Linked DNA regions of Triticum aestivum: region 1 is linked to region 2. A link is a contact called in public Hi-C data. All regions are on one chromosome and are shown on one strand. Each heading gives the region's core, a stretch centred on a gene start, on an enhancer-like site or on the middle of the called end of the contact. The rest is flanking DNA. Distances are from core to core; before and after follow the strand shown. Region 1 holds the start of LOC123137686. Region 2 has its middle 25 kb from the start of LOC123139322.

Region 1 (3,188 bases), core at 412-2,911, 570 kb before region 2:
ACATTGTGGAGAAACTGGGATATGTCTGGCAGCCAGCATTGCGAACCCAGGGACAGTCCCATGTAAGGCCTTCAAACGAAAATTTTAACCTTACTAGGGACGTCCAGTGTCCATGGAATCTCCCATACAGGATTTATCTCGACCGGTCCTTGTCCATCCTCTCTTCTCATTCTAGCACCAAACTGATGCTCCCATTCGGTGTGGTACGCCAGCATGTGCGTTTCGTCAACAGTTTGACGCAAAGAGCGTCAAATATAATTTTCCGTCTTAGGGTGGCCATTTCATGTTTAATGCTTCATGCCTTGCTTAATGCTTTATTCGTTTTTAGGGGCTTAACACTTTGTTAGTAAGCAGCCACCGCGTCGCTAGTCCTATACGGGCCGACCTATGTAGATTTATCGCTAGTCCTATAGCTTTCCAGTGATTTTTTGGGTGATTTTGCAGGATGTTTTTTGTTAGATTTTCCTTTTGTGTTTCTTTTTAAAATTTTGGAAACTTTTAAATTTCTGAAATTTTTAAAAATTCACAAGAAATGAATTAATTTTTACAATTCATGTCTATTTAATATTCAACCTTTTGAACTTTTTTGCATGCAATGTTTTTTTTTCAAAGCCTTGGTTATTTGAACAATTCATGAACTTTTTGAGTCCACAAATAAATTTCCAAGTCCATGAACATTTTCCAAAGTGATGAACATTTTTTAACTCGTAAACTAATTTGTGAATATTTTTTTTAATTCTATGAACTTTCCACGAAAAGTCAACAGCCTTGTTCAAATGGTCAATGGTCACGGTCGACGATTTTGGTCATCTGTTGCATCGAGAGAAAAAAGGCGCAACCATTGAGCATAGGCTGAGTTGCGGCCCATGAGCAGGCGGCATGTGAATGCTCTTGTTCTCCGACCGCCACTGTGAAAGAGGTCTCCTTAAGTACCGAATAGGAATTGGTGCCGAAGATGGCTCTAAAATATGAGATAAAATATTTTGAGAAAACAAACCAAGAAAAAAAAAGCAAAAAACTCCCATATTGTGATCAGTGTTGCACATGCAGTGCGCTACTTGTCATCACCAAAGAAGGTTAGAGTGATCTTTGCAATGGATGAATATACCTAGTAGTGATTTCGTTTGAAATATTTTATCGTGGATGACCTTGTAACTTGATTAACTGGGCTGTCTTGTTAGGCCTCGCCACATGCGTGCTGAAGAAACAATGGACCTCGGGCCAGCTACGTCGTAGCCCCATTAACCGTTGGAGCTTTATTGGTACATGACTGACGTACAACATGGCACTGAATGCACAGGAGCACAACCAAGCGACATATACCGAATCAGATCATGTCAAGCTTCGTTTGGTTTAAGAGGGCTGCACGTGAGGAGGAGAAATGGAAAGAGTTCTTTGCCTTCTTCGTGCATGCGGCAACGGTATGGTATTCTAATCTGAACTGATCATGATTCTTACGCATCTGGTCCAAACTTGCGTGATCTAGAATCAACTTACCCAAGACGCCCACCAGAGCAAAGTGAACTGCACCAAAAGACCTGCCTTTCTACTCCCTTCGTTTTTAAATATAAGTCTTTTTTAAAAATTTCAATATAAACTACTCCCTCCGTCCGGAAAAAGTTGCCACCGTGTATATTTTCCAGAAAACACACCCAGCTTCCCACGACACAACCCGCACTCCACACCGCCCACTCTTCCCCTCGCTACCCCATTCTTTTACTGCTTGCTCGCCGGCGACGCCATGACGCCGCGCCGCCTCGATCCCTTCCTCCCCCCCGCCCCACGTCGCCTTGCCCCTCCCTCTCCACCTCCGCCCACGCCGGTGCCACATTCTTCCCCCATGCCTCGTTTGAAGCTTGGAATTTTGCCCGAAGGTTGGATTTTTGCGCGGCGGCCTAGCCAGGCGTCCAACCCCGAGGACCACTGGCCATGGCGGCCGCCGTCCATGTCTACCTCCTCTGTCAGCCTCTTCCTCGAGTACCCCCTCCTCTGTCTGCCGCCTCGTCAACCCGGTCTCTTTTCCTCGCCATGGCGCTCCCCCCTCCCGCCTTCCCGTCTCCGCTCCTCCCTCCCCGTCGGCACCTGCCAACTACCCGGCGACCCCTGCTGGCCCCCTCGTCCGACCACCTGCTCGCCGTCAACCATGAAGCCCGCCCCCTCCATGGACGTCGTCGCCCAAGCACTGGGAAGCACGGGTGCTCAAGGTGGAGGAGCTCACCGTCGAGCTCGCCGGAGCACTACGCGCTCAAGGCGTCCACAACACCTCCACGTGCTCAAGTACAGAGCTCGCCGGAGCTTCAGATCCAGAGTAATCTCAAGTTCATGCTATAGTTCTGAGCTGAAGTTCATTTTGTACTGATAGATGTTGAATACAGTAGACAATTAGCAAATGTTGAAGACAGTAGACAGATTTGGACTGAATTTTGCTCAATGAATATGGAAAATTATGGTGCACCAGAGCAGGGAAAATTTAGCTACTGCCTAAGCTTTTGTGTAATCTTGGTCAATGTTGAAGACAGTAGACAGATTTGGACTGATTTTTTCTTTAGTAATCTTGGTCAATGTCAAAACTGTGAAAACTGAAAACAAATTTAGACTGTCATACTGAATTTTTGCTGCTGTCAAAATCTAGAGACAGTTTACATAGTGGTTAACTAAATTTTTGCTGGTGTCAAAATCTAAAGACAGTGTTAGTTACAGTCGTGGTTAACTGAATTTTTGCTGTTGTCAAAAGTTAGTGCAAATTCACAGTACTTATGGAGGATCTTAATTTCCTTGTTCAACTTCATGCATTTCCTAAAAACACGAGGTCTTTTAAACTTAGGTTTGGGGATAAGTGATTGTCTGATAATGAGCAAGGAATATACGTCTTTCTGCTAAAGAGGATCTATTAAACTCATAATTCATAAGGATATTGTACTGAATTTAAACTTCATGCATTTAAATAAACTAAATTTAAACAGAAGATGAATTTAAACAAAAGATGAATTTGATATTATGTTGGAGTACCTTGCTGCATAGTAGAAATACAATACTGTACTCCTTAAGGTTTATTAGCATCAGATTAAAAGAATACAGTACTGTACTCTTTAAGGTTTATTAGCATCAGATTAAAAGAATACAATACTGTACCCCTTAAGGTTTATTAGCATCTGATGTGATCAAGCTTTCGCAGGAACAGAGGCGGA
Region 2 (2,963 bases), core at 107-2,606:
GGGGGGGGGGGCGACGATTCCCCGCGCACGATGGGGCCGCGCGCCGTACCGACGACATCAGGGACGGGCGGGACGGTGCAAGGGCGCGGCGGAGGGCGAAGAGGAGCCAGAAGATGCCACAAAAAGCGAGACCCGAGAAGCCATGGAGGACGCCGGGTCCGGAGTGGAGGCCGGCGGGTTTGGGTGGGCGTCGGGGCCGGAGTAGCCGCCGGTGCAGGCTCAGGGGAGGGGCTTAGGGGGTTAAGTTAAGTTAAGTTAGTTCTGTTATTACTTCTGCTATTTTTTTTACTACCTCGATGACGAGTAGATTGGATGTTTTAAAAAACAAATATCATAAGATCCGGACACATCTTCGATCTGAGCATACAAATACAAATCATACTATACACATTATGGGGAAAAAGGCCGAGACACGTCATATATGACACATGCTTGTACAGCCAATGACCAAAAAATCAAACCATGTTCTGTTCTTGCCGGTGGTGCGTCACCGTTGGATGGACGGGCCTACCATGCACATGACGATCTGGTCGCTACAGCTTTATACGTGGCACAAGTCTGGAGGACCGAGCTTCAAAGGTTTATTTATGTTAATTTCCCATCTTGGCTTCAGCTCTCTAGATCTGGGCAGCCTTCCTCGCGCCAAAGAAAGACTCGCTGTCCACGCAGTGCACCGTGGGTAGTAGGAGTAGATGAGAGGCCTTGCCCATGTGCAACAATCAAAATCTGCACAATTTCGGGGGCCACAGTCAGAACTCTCTAGCCTGTACACGTACCCGTCTAGCCTAGCCATCGCAGCTCAGTCTCCACCCCTACACGCCTAGCAACGATTTTGAAGCGGACAGGGTCAAATGGTTGTATGGCCGACGTACGGTTCACGTGCATGCAGGCACGCGTTCACGCGCCACGACATGCATGTCGATCGGTCGCCATGAAACTAACGAAACAAAATACGAGGCCCTGAACAGCCTGCCGGTCATTTCATATGTGTGATGCGTCCATGGAGTAATGGATGGAGGCGATCGGTGCGCGTCCTCCCTGCTAAACGTGCGAGGACAACACTTGCACATGCCCAGATAGCTAGAGTGCGTACGTAGTCCGCCGACGTGGTGCGCGAGTCGAGTACTCGTTTCAGTGGCCGCAGCTTTCTCTCCAGACGATGGATCGATGCATGGCGTACCGCGAGGATGGATGGTGATAGACGGCATCGGTCACTGCTCACGCGTAAAATCGTGCGCCGGAGTTGGGAGGAAACCTCCGGCGATGTGATGCGATAGTAATCAAGACTGGGATGGACGAGTTTAACTAGGACTCTAGAGACAGATCTTGTAATGGTCCCTTTGTTCGTGTTTGGTGTGACGACTCGAGAGTCGAGAGGGAAGGTTGACGCTATGGATTTAGGAGACTAGTAAATGGCACGTGCCATGCACGTGTAAAATTTAAGAATTATTGTGAAATGCCGTAAGTTGGGAGAGACAACGGCTTATGCGCTTATGCGCTTATATGCTTATTTTTCTAATTTGTTAAATTGCTTATGCGCTTATACCAAGGCTGCACAATTAAATGTTTTTATCTGTCTCTTGACTGGTACTCTAGTTGCTATAGCTGCTAGTACTCCGGCGCTGCATGCATTATGCACGGGAGCATGCCTGAAATTTCTGGATAGAAATTGTGGAATCGCGCACAGCTTTGCGAGCTGCTAGTAGTAGAGTACTACTCTACTGCTGCGTTACGGGAGCTTCCCAGAAATTTCTAGAATTGTGCGGGCAGCCTACAAACTTTGTCCGCCAGTGCCAAGCTGGCAGCACATCCATGTCGCGAATCCCTGCAACGTTGGCCGTCAGATTGGCATATCCAATGGTGTATGCTTAGCCACGTAGTCCTCTAATATTAGCAAATAGATATGAACCGTCCGATTGGAATGATCTAATGGTCTATATGACTTGATATTCGTACACTATATAGGAGTATAGATAAAAAGTGATGGGTCCAGAAAAGTGATGGATTGATTTGATTCGACATATTTTGTTTTCGAGGCAATTTTATATTATCAAAGGGTAGTCTGCGGTGCTGATAATACGTGTTGTTTGGTTTCGTATGTTTTTTGGTTTCACATTAATTTTAGAGAGTGTCAGTCTCTAGACAATACCTGGCCATCCGGGCCGGACCTACGAAAGCCCGACGCAGAAAACATAGGCCTGAGCCCAGCCCAGTCTGGCCGCCGGGCCTAAAAAATAAGCCCGAGCCTGTCCCATCAATCAAAAGGCTCATTGGGCCTCAGGCCAGGCCTCTTTCTTATAAATTGCAAATACGATGGGTCCAAGTCTGGCCCGGTTCGGCCATCGGGCTGAAAATCTAGGCCCAAACCTGACCCGTGGGTAAGGTCGGGTCGGGCCGTCCGGGCCGAGCTGCCCATGGCAGGGTATACTATAGACAGGAGAACCACCTTAATTTTATGCAGAGTACTCCCTTCGTTTTTATTTACTCTGCATATTAGAGTTGACTGAAGTCAAACTTCATAAAGTTTGATCAAGTTTATAGAAAACAATATAAACATTTATCATAATAAATCTATACAATGTGAAAGTACATTCAATAATAAATCTAATGTTGTTGATTTGTTATTGTATATTTTAATATTTTTATTTATAAACTTGATCAAAGTTTGTAAAGCTTGACTTTGACCAAAACTAATATGCAAACTAAATAAAAACGGACGGAGTATCATATTAGTTGTGAAAAATATCATTGAGTATCGGACAAAACGATTACGTTGTTTATGAAGATCATTATACTTTGGACGGAAGAATCGGTTGTTATGGAAATTACCAACTAAAGAATCACTGGAATATGTATGTTCCATCTCTGTTGCAAAAGAAAAAAAAATGCTCTGTTGTACCGCATAAACAATTAGCTAGTAGGTGTAATTTCATAGTACGATAATATGACTGCGGAACTGTTTT

Evidence for each region. A called contact is a pair of places that touch in the nucleus more often than the background predicts.
Region 1: a contact with region 2 is called in a Hi-C map of leaf, with 4 times the contacts expected there. The contact joins the promoter of LOC123137686 here to the enhancer-like site in region 2. A contact is called at or near these places in 2 of 5 Hi-C or Micro-C datasets (both in leaf).

What each region holds. Positions count from the first base shown.
Region 1 is chr6B:506,081,722-506,084,909 of IWGSC CS RefSeq v2.1, reverse strand. LOC123137686 reads left to right here and starts at 1,661. Exons shown (of 7, transcript XM_044557514.1): 1 at 1,661-2,308; 2 at 3,176-3,188. The coding sequence starts at 1,742.
Region 2 is chr6B:505,516,619-505,519,581 of IWGSC CS RefSeq v2.1, reverse strand. No RefSeq gene overlaps it. Among protein-coding and RNA genes, the nearest start is that of LOC123139322, 25 kb to the right of the region's middle. Within about 2 kb of position 1,356, at least 2 of the 8 cell types and tissues checked have an H3K27ac peak or open chromatin away from gene starts, as enhancers often do. A contact at or near this core is called in leaf, where this site is marked.